Linked DNA regions of Anser cygnoides: region 2 is linked to region 1. Evidence: chromatin contacts called from public Hi-C data. All regions are on one chromosome and are shown on one strand. The core of a region is the stretch at or near the end of the contact, and the rest is flanking DNA. Distances in the headings are between cores, read along the strand shown. Region 1 holds the start of IRS1 (insulin receptor substrate 1). Region 2 has its middle 210 kb from the start of NYAP2.

Region 1 (6,504 bases), core at 1,489-3,988:
TAGTTCTCATTACCGTGATACGCTTAAGTACAACTGCTATCAGATAAGCTTACTGTTTGTAATGTAATACATTTGAAGATTGTCGTTAGCCATTCCATTAGCGCGCTTGATTTGCCTCAAAGAGATGACAGTAGAAGCTGGGGATGTAAGATCTGTTTCCACTGTAGTCATGGTATTACTACCATTCCTTTAACAGAAATTAAACAGCTTGTTTACTTAAGTAATGATTTAACTAGCTTACAGTCAACTATGCTATTTTTGAAGGAGTTATGCAAGTTTCATCCTTACTGTTGAATGCAGAGAAAAGTAAATAATACAAATGTGCTTAAACAAATAAAATATGCAATCAAGTCAACCTTGGAACAAGGGCCAGAACATAACCATGTCAATGTGTAAAAACGCCTGGTGGGAGGAACACAGAGCCAGACTCCTCTCAGTGATGCCCAGTGGCAGGACAAAAGGCAACAGGCACAGGCTGAAATACAGGGAATTCTGTTCAAATGTAAGCCTTTCTTACAGTGAGGGTGGTCAAACACTGGAGCAGGTCGCCAGAGAGGCTCTGAGATCTCCATCCTTGGAGATATTCAAAACCCAGCTGGACAAAGACCTGAGTAACTTGCTGTGTTTTATCCTGTATTGGTTTACTGCTGGGATATTCTAGAATGTGAGAGCCTTTGCAATTAATTATGAAGCCTGAATTCTCAATGGTCCCTTGTCAAAGCAGGGGGAATATTTAATAGAAAAAGCCAGGGCATGTTCTTCTCTTTGGTCTGCTGCTGTGTGTGCTTATGTACCTTACAGAAAAGTGTTGTGTTTCAGAACTTTGGAACACAAGGAGAGAAAAAACAAAACCAGAAAAAACAATTCCAAGATGTCCTGTGGTATGATGTAAGATATCTTCGAAAAATAGGCTTGAAAATATGCTAGAAGTATTAGTTATTGCCTGTTAGTTCTGCTGGACAAAGGACATGAATCTTCATGAAGTTTGAAAACACTTCTGGGACACTCAGTGAATCCCACTGAAAACCAGATAACAACCAAAAGTCATTGCATCTGTCAAATCAGTTTTGTTATTAAAGGGAATGTTTCCATGATAAATGGAACAATTTAAATATACTGTCTACCCACATATTGTGGACAGGACCATCTCTTGCTTTTTACCCTCAGATCTATGTTCCCTTGTGCAACACAGTGCACATCAGGTGGTTTTTGTCCTCCATCAGGAGCTCATTCCTCTTGCATGCTGTATCACTTGCCAAGGACATCAGGATCCTTTGGAAGGGAAAGAACAGGGCAGAGTAAATGCAAGCTATTACTTAATATTAATGACCTTACCTACTATGTGTAAAATATTTGATTAAAGAATAGTCTATATTCTGTGCACAAACATGCATTCCCACATCTGTGGAGGGACAGGGAGAGGAAGCTCAGGAGCTATTCTCTTGCCACAGGAACCACTGCCTTTTTAGTGTGTGCAGCTCAACGCGTGTATGGTGGTGGTGCCCTCTGCCAACAAAACATACCTGGTGTTAGTGACAGCCGCGATAGCTGATCGCAATTCTGTCCCACAGCTCCATGACATGGGCTGGGGAAGCAATTTGCTGACATCCTATTTCAAGATGTAGCAAGCTTCATCTCAAGGTACATACAATGGATTTATTTTCAATACAAACATACGCTTCTGTCATGGCGAACTGCAGCATGAAGGGGAGGAAAGAACGAGATGATAGTACAGGTTGTTATGGTATAGGCTATTCTCTGCTCAGTCCTTATGTCTTACCAAGTAGATTCTGCTCTTACATTGCAAGTTGTTACCGTGTGTTCGGTAAATGCCGTTAAACAGAGCTATGGTTTGTGTTATCTGTAAGAGATCAAGAGACAGGGGTCCGCAGTGCTGCCTGTTGTCCTCTCTGAGTTTTCCACGTGTCTGCAAATATTTCAGGGGAATTTTTCCCATTTTGAGCAGCAAAGCTGTGGCCTCAAATAGTTGCAAAGCCACAATCTCCAGACAACAGTTTGTAATGCACTGGAAAAGCCTTTAGCTTATTCGTTCCGTGTTTGGGCCTACGTGACTCCCCAGAAGGGGAAGGTTTCAACCTGACGGGCGGGCACGAGCCTTGTTGGGGCGCTGAGGAGCAGCAGGGCCCGGGCGCGCGGGGAAATGGCGGCGGGGCACGGGAACCGGGCTGGGCGCAGGGCCCCTGCCTCTCTCCAGGGACGGAGCTGAGCCAGGAGCGCCCCGAGCCGCCCTGGAGATGGCAGCATTGAGCAATTTATTTTCCGGAGTAGGCTTGCAGCACTTGTTTCCTCCTCGGAGGTGGAAGTTGTGCATGCAGCACGTTTCGGCCCTGCTAACTGCAGAGCGCGTTGAATATTCAGTTTAACTCAGCCCACAACGATGCGGGAAAACACACTCGGCTACTTGACGCTACGCAGAGTCAAATAATTTTATTCGGGGAACCTTCCCCCGGCATTTCTGCCGAGCGGGACTCGCTTGGCGGGCGGGGGCACACTTCACCGGGGGGCTCGGGGGCTGCCCCGCCAGCGGCTTCCACAACCACCACGCCGCCAAATGGCGTCACCGCCTCCTCCTCGCTCCCCGCCTCGCCTCAGCGCGGCCCGGGCGCCGCCTCCCTGACTGACGGGCGGCGGCACCAATGCGGGCCGCGGCCCCCGGCGGGCGGAGCTGGGGCTGGAGCCGGGGCCGGGCCCGGCGGTGGCGGCGGCGGCGGCCCCCGCGGCCGCGCTGAATGAGGGCAGGGAGGGAGGGAGCGGAGGGCTGGCCGGGAGCCTGGCGGCGGCAGCGGCGGCGGCTCCGGGGATGGTCCACGCAGCGGCGCCGTCCCGCGTCGTTCTCCTCGGAGCGAGCCTGAGCTGCGGCGGCGGGCGGAGGGGGTCCCCGCCACCGGTCTGGGTGCGGGGCGCCGGGAAAGTCCGCGGAGAAGCCGGCCCGCAGGGAGCCGCCGCCGGCCTGGGGCGCGGGAGGGGGCTGCGCCGCCGGGCGCCGAGGCGCTGCCGCCTGGAATGAGGAGGAGGAGGAAGAGGGGATGTGCCTGCCTGCCTGCCTGCCTACCGCCGCCGCGCCTGGAGATGGCACTTTGTGCGCCTAACGAGATGGGACTGAATGGGGTCGCCAGCCTCCTCCGCACGGCCGAGCGGGAGAAGCAGCAGCAGCAGCAACCTCAGCGCTGATACTTGGAGGGCGGCTGCCTTGTGGTTGTTTGTTATTTTTGTTTTTTTTTTTTTATTTTTTGGGGGGACGAAGAGTGCTTTTTTTTTTTTTTTTTCGGGTGCAAAGCCCGGACTTTGCAAAACAATCTCCGCCCCCAAGAGGATATTTAATCTGCAGCAGAAATCGCTACTCGCGGAGGCAAACTTGCGAAGGGAAGCGGGGTGCTGGGCCAGGCGGGCACCCCAGGCCCGCAGGATGCGTGTCCCCACCCCGGCCGCTGCTCCTGGGACGAGGCTTTCGGCTGCACCGAGCGGGACTGGACTTTTTATGGACACGCTCACCCATCTGAGGGCGATTCGGGCATAAACAGCGACACAAACTCTGATTTGGTGCTGGAAGCTGCCTCTGCCGCTGAACAGCTGCTCGCCCCCTGCTTCTGCCCTGTTTTCAAAAGGGGATCCTGAGCTCTTTTGCCTTTTTTTTATTATTATTAATTGTTGTTGCATGAATTTTGTTTTAGGTGGTTGTCTTTTCCGGCTGGCTTGGCTGTTTTGGGGTCTTGTGTACTACTGACTGCTGTAACAGCACCGCCACCTCTCGCCATGGCCAGCCCCACAGATAATAACGAGGGCTTCTTCTCAGATGTCAGAAAGGTGGGTTACTTGCGCAAACCCAAGAGCATGCATAAACGCTTTTTCGTGCTGAGGGCAGCCAGCGAGTCTGGACCCGCCCGGCTGGAGTATTACGAGAATGAGAAGAAATGGAGACACAAGTCAGGGGCCCCCAAGCGCTCCATCCCACTGGAAAGCTGCTTCAACATCAACAAACGGGCTGACTCCAAGAACAAGCACCTGGTGGCCCTCTACACCAAGGACGAGCACTTTGCCATTGCAGCTGACAGCGAGCCTGAGCAGGAGAGCTGGTACCAAGCGCTGCTGCAGTTGCACAACCGGGCCAAGGGCCACCACCACCTCCACCACCATCACCACCACCACCACAGCGATGTCACCTTTGGAGGCAGCAGCGTGGGGCTGGGGGAAGCGGGAGAGGACAGCTACGGCGAGGTAGCCCCTGGCCCGGCTTTTAAGGAGGTTTGGCAAGTAATCCTGAAGCCTAAGGGGCTAGGCCAGACAAAGAACCTGATTGGCATCTACCGCCTGTGCCTGACTAACAAGACCATCAGCTTTGTGAAGCTGAACTCTGATGCGGCTGCTGTGGTGCTGCAGCTGCTCAATATCCGCCGCTGTGGTCACTCCGAGAATTTCTTCTTCATTGAGGTGGGGCGCTCGGCTGTGACCGGGCCCGGTGAGTTCTGGATGCAAGTGGATGACTCGGTGGTGGCACAGAACATGCACGAAACCATCCTGGAGGCCATGCGAGCCATGAGTGAGGAATTCCGGCCCCGCAGCAAGAGCCAGTCCTCCTCCAACTGTTCCAACCCCATTTCAGTGCCCCTCCGTAGTAGGCACCACATCAACAACCCTCCGCCCAGCCAGGTGGGGCTCAGTCGCCGCTCCAGGACTGAGAGTGTCACAGCCACCTCTCCTGCCGGCGGAGGGGGTGGAGGCACAGGTGGCAAACCCAGCTCTTTCCGGGTTCGCGCATCAAGCGATGGGGAAGGCACGATGTCAAGGCCTGCCTCAGTGGATGGTAGCCCAGTTAGTCCCAGCGCCAACCGGACACACTCACATAGACATCGTGGTAACTCCAGGCTCCATCCTCCGCTCAACCACAGCCGTTCTATCCCGATGCCTTCCTCACGCTGCTCTCCTTCAGCCACCAGCCCAGTCAGCCTGTCATCCAGTAGCACCAGTGGCCATGGCTCCACGTCGGACTGCCTGTTTCCACGAAGGTCTAGTGCTTCTGTTTCTGGCTCCCCTAGCGATGGCGGATTTATTTCTTCTGATGAGTATGGTTCTAGCCCGTGTGACTTTCGCAGCTCTTTTCGCAGTGTCACCCCAGATTCGTTGGGGCACACCCCGCCAGCTAGGGGCGATGAAGAGCTCAACTACATCTGCATGGGGGGGAAGGCCACCTCATCCTGCTGCAGCCTGGCAGCTCCCAATGGCCACTTCATCCCACGCACCTGCCACCCGCAGCAGCAGCCCCGCTACCCTAGTACGCCGTGCTGTCCCCGAGGTGGCAGCGAGGATGTTGCCGACTTGGAGAAGGCCTTCAGAAAGCGGACTCACTCTGCAGGTACTTCACCCACCATCTCCCACCAGAAGACCCCCTCACAGTCTTCAGTGGCCTCCATTGAGGAGTACACAGAGATGTTGCCTTCTTACCCCTGTGGCGGTGGCCGGCTGCCCTCCTACCGGCACTCTGCCTTTGTGCCCACTCACTCCTACCCAGAGGAGTGTCTGGAGATGCACCACCTGGATGGCGGCCACCATCGGACCAACTCTGCCCCTCACACTGATGATGGCTACATGCCAATGTCACCTGGCGTGGCCCCTGTCCCCAGCGGCGGGGCGCCCCCCAAGGGCGGTGACTACATGCCCATGAGTCCTAAGAGTGTGTCGGCCCCACAGCAGATCATCAACCCTGGCAGGGGGGGCCGCCACCCTCCAGCCACGGTGGACTCCAACGGCTACATGATGATGTCCCCTAGCGGCAGCTACTCCCCGGACAGTGGCTCCGCAGGCTACGGCAAGATCTGGACAAATGGTGCTGGCCACCACCCGAAGCTCTCGGTGGAGAGCAATGAGGGGAAGCTCCCTTGTGGCGGCAGCGACTACATCAACATGTCCCCGGCCAGTGGCTCCACCACCAGCACACCACCCGACTGCTACTTTGGGGGCGCGGGGCAGCCGGCCGTCGAGGAGGCTGCTGCGGCGGCCCACCACAAGCCCATCTACTCCTACTTCTCGCTGCCACGCTCCTTCAAGCACGTGCACCGGCGCGGTGGTGGGACGGCGGGTGAGGAGGGCAGCCCCCAGCCACGCGTTGCCCTTGGTTCCAACCGCCTCCTCTATGCTGCCGAGGACTCGTCCTCCTCTACCAGCAGCGACAGCCTGGGTGGCGGTGGTGGTGGCCCCGACGGTGTCCCCCCGTCCCACCTGCAGCCGCCACGCAAGGTGGACACGGCCGTGCAGACCAAGGGCCGCCTGGCGCGACCCACACGCCTGTCGCTCGGCGGCCCCAAGGCCAGCACGCTGCCGCGGGCCCGGGAGCAGCCCCCGCTGCTGCTGCCCCCGGAGCCCAAGAGCCCGGGCGAGTACGTCAACATCGAGTTCATCGCCGGCGACAAGCCACCCTTCCCTGCGGCTGCCCTGGGCCTGCCACGGCTGCCAGGGAGCGAGGCTGCTGAGGAGTACATGAACATGGAG
Region 2 (6,065 bases), core at 2,638-5,137, 370 kb after region 1:
TCTTGTGACGCTGTGCCAGGGGTTTCTCCTGCATCCTAATCTGCAAAGCTTCTGCAGAAGGCTGCTTTCCCTGGAGCTCCCTAGATATGCCCAGCTTTCCAGAAGGTTTCTATGTTTGATATTCATTTTGCTGGGAGAGGAAGAGGGAAAGCTTAGGCATTAGTCCCTACTGTCTTGATATAGGAAATAAGCTAGTATTTTTTCTCTGACATTTGCTTAAGGCTGCAGAAGAAATTACATGAACAGAGTCCTCTGAGGACTGGAGTGGAGAGCTGAGCCTAGTGAGCTTCAGGTCTCTCATCTACGAGAAGAACTGTCTCTAGCAAAGACTCTGCCTGTCACTACCCCTGTGTGCTGAAAGCAGGTGACTTGGCAGGGGTGTGTCGCATGGTGAGTTGGTCATCGAGAGGATGTGACTAGCTACATTCACAACTTTGCAGGTGACAGAAAGACAGCCTCCTAAGGACGATGAAGGTGAAGGCCGAGGACTAGAAGTAAGCCTGATGGTTGCCTTGTGTTTCATAGCTTCCAGAAATTACCCACGTTGGGTGCTTCTCTTGGAAGCTCAGTAACCAGAGGCAGACCCTGCCCATCGAAAGCTGCCGGCCCCCCAGGCTGTGAGCCCAGGTGAGGCGGCCCGGCAGAGCTGGGACCGTGCTGTCCTTCCCTGTGTGTCCGTGGGAGCACCACCAGGGCCACTGCTCCACAGCCTGGGTATTCCTCATCCCAAAGGCAGGCATTAAATAAACACCTTGCAAAAACACTCTCTCACCAACATGCAATTCTCTTCTCCTGCTCTCCACCTCTGTACACACAGATTTCAATAGATACCAATGACATTTTATGTCAGATTAAAAGACGGGAAAAAATGACAGTGAGAATAATATTGAAACTCATCTACAGCATGTCTGCGTTACAGAATATTTATCTTTTGGTAACTGCTTATTGGTGCACGAAGAGAGGCTTTCATCTAAAATATAGCTCTGTTCTATCCCCAGCAGAAAATGAATATCTCGTTTAATATCTTCCTTTTTTTTCTCCCCCCTAGAGCAAATGAACGGCCTGTATTAAACTGTCCTGTTTTACAGAGTACAGTCCACACAAATAGTTTTGGTGTTTGGTCACAAAAATATTGAGGGGGTGGGAGAGAAGAAGAAGGGTGGAGAGAGATCTGCTCCCCAAGCACTCCTGGATATCAGTCGTTCAAGAAGGCCTAAATGGAGCTCGGTAAGGAAGAACACAAGCCTCAAAAATGTATAATTTTAAATGTAATTAATACCTTTAAAAAATCTAGTAACCTCAGTGTCAAGCTTTCTGAGGTAAGAAATACATAATAATTGTATCTTGAGTTGCACCCTAAGTAGCTAGAACTGAAATAAAGTAGGTCTGAAAGGAAAGGTTATGTAATAACATAATTGAGAAACACCACTACAATTGCTATTAATAACAGAACAATTGAGAAACACTGTGTGGCATTTGTGTGCATTCAAGAACCTTTGATTCACCAGTCCCAGCTGTTTATGGTGAAGTAGGAATTTACTCAATCTCAAGTTATCGGGACCCCATCACTTCATGTCTTCCCATTCCCAGATCTACATGGGGTTCACTCATCTTTGGGGCAAGGGGAGAACTTGCATATCCTAACCCATAATTCTGCCAAAATCCTGCGATGAGCCCATTGCTGTGAACCAGTAAATAAGGTAATTCTAGAAGCCCAAGTTTGTTTCCGTAGCTACATAACATTACACAAACATTTTGGTTGCAATTTTGTGGCAATGGTTTCACAGTTACTTGATTAAAATACAGTGCCGTGCTGCTTGGAGCCTGGGACTGTCTGATATTGGTGAAAGCTCTTTAGAAGTGCTACAATTTGAAATTACAGCTTACCCTGTTTGAAGGGATATTTTTAGTCTATTTATTCAGAGTATAAATATAGTTCTATACATCACTGGTTTAATGTCCCTCTCTGGAACTGGTCAAAAAGACATTGTACCTGGCACCAAGCAAAGGTCAACAAATGGGTATCTTTTTTTTTCCCTCTCTCTCTCTCTTTTTTTTTTTTTTCTAAAGCAGAATTAAGTGCTTTAGAAAACAAAATATCTTGTCAGCAAAGGCTGCACGTCTAACCCCTTTACTGCAGTGACCTACTTATAGGAAATACTCCTATTGAAAAAGGCTTTTCCAAGACGTAGCATTTCAAGCAAAAATATATCTAAAATTAGGTGGAAAGTGTTTAAGGGATCCCTGAGCAAAGATAATCGAAAGAATAAAAGGCGAGAGCAGGGAAATGGTGATGAATCACCGTGTAGTCAGGAGGAGTGATGTAGTGCATATTTCTATGAATGGCCATTCTCTGGCTTTATTATCAACAGCTTCATGAGTTATTTATTTCTGGTTATTTGTTTGGGTGTCAGGGGGATGTTTGTGTCTGCAAATCCCTAGAAACCAAATTTTTATGTGCATACAAAAGGCACAGCAGTGACAGCGCAGGCAACCATGTCCCTGCTCAGCTGTTGCCCTTGCCCTTGACCTAAAGGGAACCTCCCTTCCACACAATAACCCCACAGCATATATTTGGTTTCTGCATTAATATAGCTCTGGGCTTTTCTCGAGCTGGGTTTGCTAGTTGTACTGAACTGTGAAAAATTCTTTGAAGAGCAGTAGGGTTGGGCTGACTTCAGGTTTGATTTGTGCTGGGGGAATGCAGAAAAAGGTTGAATTTCTTCTGATAAGTGGCCTCTCCTCAACATGTCGCTCTTCCAGTTGGGGCCTACCTGAGTCCTGCCACAACTTGCACACCTGAGCAGGTAGGAAAGTCCACAAGGATTAAGTGGGCTCTGCAGTTCTCTTCTCAGTGGAGTTCCCACCAGAAAAAAAAAAAAAAAAAAAAAAAAAAAACACACCATCAGATCCACTTCTGGGTGGTGTTTCTCATCATCTCACATTTAGGAGGCATAAAAGTCTAGCATCCTTCATATTATGGACTGTGCACTGAAATGTGCATGGGGTGGGATGTTTTTTATGCCCCTTTGTTGAGGTGAGGTGACAGTTAATTTCTGGAGGTGAGTGACACTGGGTAGAGGAGGTTGGGGGTCCAGAAGCTGAGCAAAGATGAGATTTCTGCATATGCAGAAGACGACTTGGGACCAGGAACTACAACACAGGCAGACAGGTGTACATCATGGGACCACCCTGAGAAATTCATGTTACTTCTAGGGACACACATCTATCAACGTCCATAACAGCTATTTATGCTCAACCTCTTTATAATATATTTTTAATACTTGATTTTGGGGGTGATCTTTTTACTGGTAGCATACAACAAATAAATACTTTAGGTGAGATGGGGCCGGGTTTCAGTGAGGAATATTACATATGTGTGTGTGTGTTTTTCTTTATTTTTCAGTTTTGACTATATATTTGCAAAATTCTCCCCAAAAATCATTCACCAGAGAGTCAGGAGGGACTTTGCAAGACATCTGAGTCCTGTTTCCAGTTTGCTATAAGGTCCTGCAAGCCTGGGCATGTACCGTGATCTTTGTATGTCCCACTTCTTCATTTCGAGAGTCTGGTGAGTCTCCCTGTCTCATATTTGCAATCTGGGGCTACATTCTTGACATTTTACATATCACTCAGATGCTGGTGAGACTGAGCAGTAGAATTATAAAAATAATACACATATTACAAAAGGATCAGATGAGTTAAATTCTTACTTCATTACCTGACCTTCCTTTTATTCCGTTATTTGTTCTCTCCATTTCAAAAAATGGAGATTTCCACTTCCCCTCTGATATTAAAATGCAAGGGGCGACCAGGAGAGCTGTTCTGCTCCCCAGGCTGCGGCACAGAGGGCTGGATCGCCCGCTCCGCACTCGCCTGGTGTGTGGAATACATATCCACATCCACGTCAAAGGGAGTTCCTCCCGCAGAACAAAGGTGGAATGCGCAAGCGGGAACGCGTGGGGCGCCGCCGAAAAAAGGGGGCTGCTCCCATTGGGCAGATGAAGAGAAAATACTGTCTCCACTGCAGGCAGGAGAATGGTGCGAGGCATACGGCTTTCCTGGTACTTTTTATCTCATCGTAAAGGAAGCAGTGAAAAACCCCAAACAATCCCATAGCGTAACAAATAAAAATATCGGGGAAGTCATTTCCCACTCCTGCGAGGCACACAGGAGCCCCAAGAGCAGGACATTCATTTCTGTGCTGCTTGTTCAGTTTTGCATCCCCTGAGCACTCTGAATCAAATTTCCAGTATCTGCACACTGTAACGGGGCTCCCCCACACCCTGCAGTTCTCCCAGCACAAACCTCTGAGTTTCCGAGTGCAGACAGCCCTTTCTGAACTCTGGGTGGATTTTATTGTGTTCTCAGCCACCAGCTTCCAGCTGTCCTTTTTCATTCCTTTATGAATGGCTATGGACATACTGAGAAGTATATACCTTAACATAGACATTCACAAAGCCACACGAACCATATTGCTTAGTAAGAGAAGTAAAACTTGTTCACTCTTTCCCTCAGTGCTTTTGTGTTTTTAATTGCTACTAGGTTAAAAGCAGATTTTCATGATTATTTTTATATATTTTGAAGTCTTCGGACTACATATAGTAGTCTGCATCCTAGTCCGCTGAGAAAAATCCCATTGCTTATTTAAAGGGCAGAAACAAAACAGACAGATGACAAGATGATCACTGTCTAACATATCACCTACCCCACAACAAGGATTGCACCTGGAAAGTGTTTATTACAGCCAGAAAGACAGCCCTCCCTTAGATATTTTAGGATGTGACTCATGATAATGACTAATAGAAAGTTACTTTACTCATAAATCTGCTCTGTCCTGTATCCATCTGTTATTCTTGTTCTTACAAAAGGCAAAACAATTTGGCAGAATGTTTTTACACAGATATAATACATTTACATGATTGACTCTCCATTGCTGCTGGAAAAGCAAGCCATTGTGGCATAAGAATACGCTGCAGGAATTCCTTTATGGATAACGTTTTTGCACTGGCAGTTCCAGGTGAGCCATCTAGAGGCAAAAGCAAGATTGTCTTAAGAATACTCTACACTAGTAGTGTAATGAATTCCTCTCAAATAAATATCCTAAAAAAACTCATAGCATCATATGCACCAAGAGCTGAGAGATTGCCATCTGTTAAATTCATAAACCTCTTAAATGCTTTAATTTCCTGTATGCTCACACTATGAGTTTAACAGTTTCCTCTGCTTTTAAAAATGATTTCTGAGAGCAGTTTGGATTGCTTTATGCTAATGTAGTATCAAGAAAAGCCTATATTAATTAAAATAAATAATATACTAATTAAAGGAGAGAGTGTAGAGTTAAAGAAAAACTTGGAATCTCTTCCTGCTCTTGACTCACTGTGTGACGCTGGGCTATTCTCTTAATTGGAGTCAGTTTTACCACCCATAAAGTAGGACTCATGATTTTATTATCTTTGTAAAGCACTTTATGGTCTTGGAAGAGACACCAAAACACTACAATAAAGATACACACAGAGTAAATACACGGGTTGGCCACGTTTTGCCTTTGCTTCCCTCTTGCTTGGTCTTATTAAAATCCGAACTACGCGGTGCATAAAGCAGAGCGCAGCCAACAGCCGCCTTTGCACTTCGCAGCAGCACAACACAGCTAAAGGAGGATGAAACTCACCAACCTAAAACACACCTGGGGTGGTCTGGGAGCAGGGGTACCCCTGGTGCACCCTGTGGGAGAGTTAGAGTGGGTAGCCATCAAAGGCTTATTTACCATTAGAACTGGTAAATTCCTTTGAAAATGTTTCTATTCGCACAAGACTTCCCCGTGCCATCTAACTGAAACCACTGAAATACAAGACTTTCTTCTCAACATGCTGGCTAAAGCAATGCAGTTGGCAGCCTGACCTCTGCTGCAGCGCTCGCAGCTGATTACACGGAGCGACGTCGGCGGGGCTCCTGGGCTGTGAAGCGGGAGGTACAGCAACAACCCTGGGGGCGCCAAGTCCCAAACCCAGCTCAGACTGCCCCAGTTTAGCAATTGCTGGTGTCCAGTGCAGCCACAGCTACAC

The links. A called contact is a pair of places that touch in the nucleus more often than the background predicts.
Region 2: a Hi-C map of liver shows a contact between it and region 1, with 2.9 times the contacts expected there. The contact joins the enhancer-like site here to the promoter of IRS1 in region 1. A contact is called at or near these places in 2 of 7 Hi-C or Micro-C datasets (granulosa cells and liver).

What each region holds. Positions count from the first base shown.
Region 1 is chr9:3,976,573-3,983,076 of Taihu_goose_T2T_genome, forward strand. It overlaps IRS1 (insulin receptor substrate 1), which reads left to right and starts at 2,739. Exons shown (of 2, transcript XR_010833502.1): 1 at 2,739-6,504.
Region 2 is chr9:4,340,789-4,346,853 of Taihu_goose_T2T_genome, forward strand. No RefSeq gene overlaps it. Among named protein-coding and RNA genes, the nearest start is that of NYAP2, 210 kb to the right of the region's middle. Within about 2 kb of position 3,888, at least 1 of the 3 cell types and tissues checked has open chromatin away from gene starts, as enhancers often do.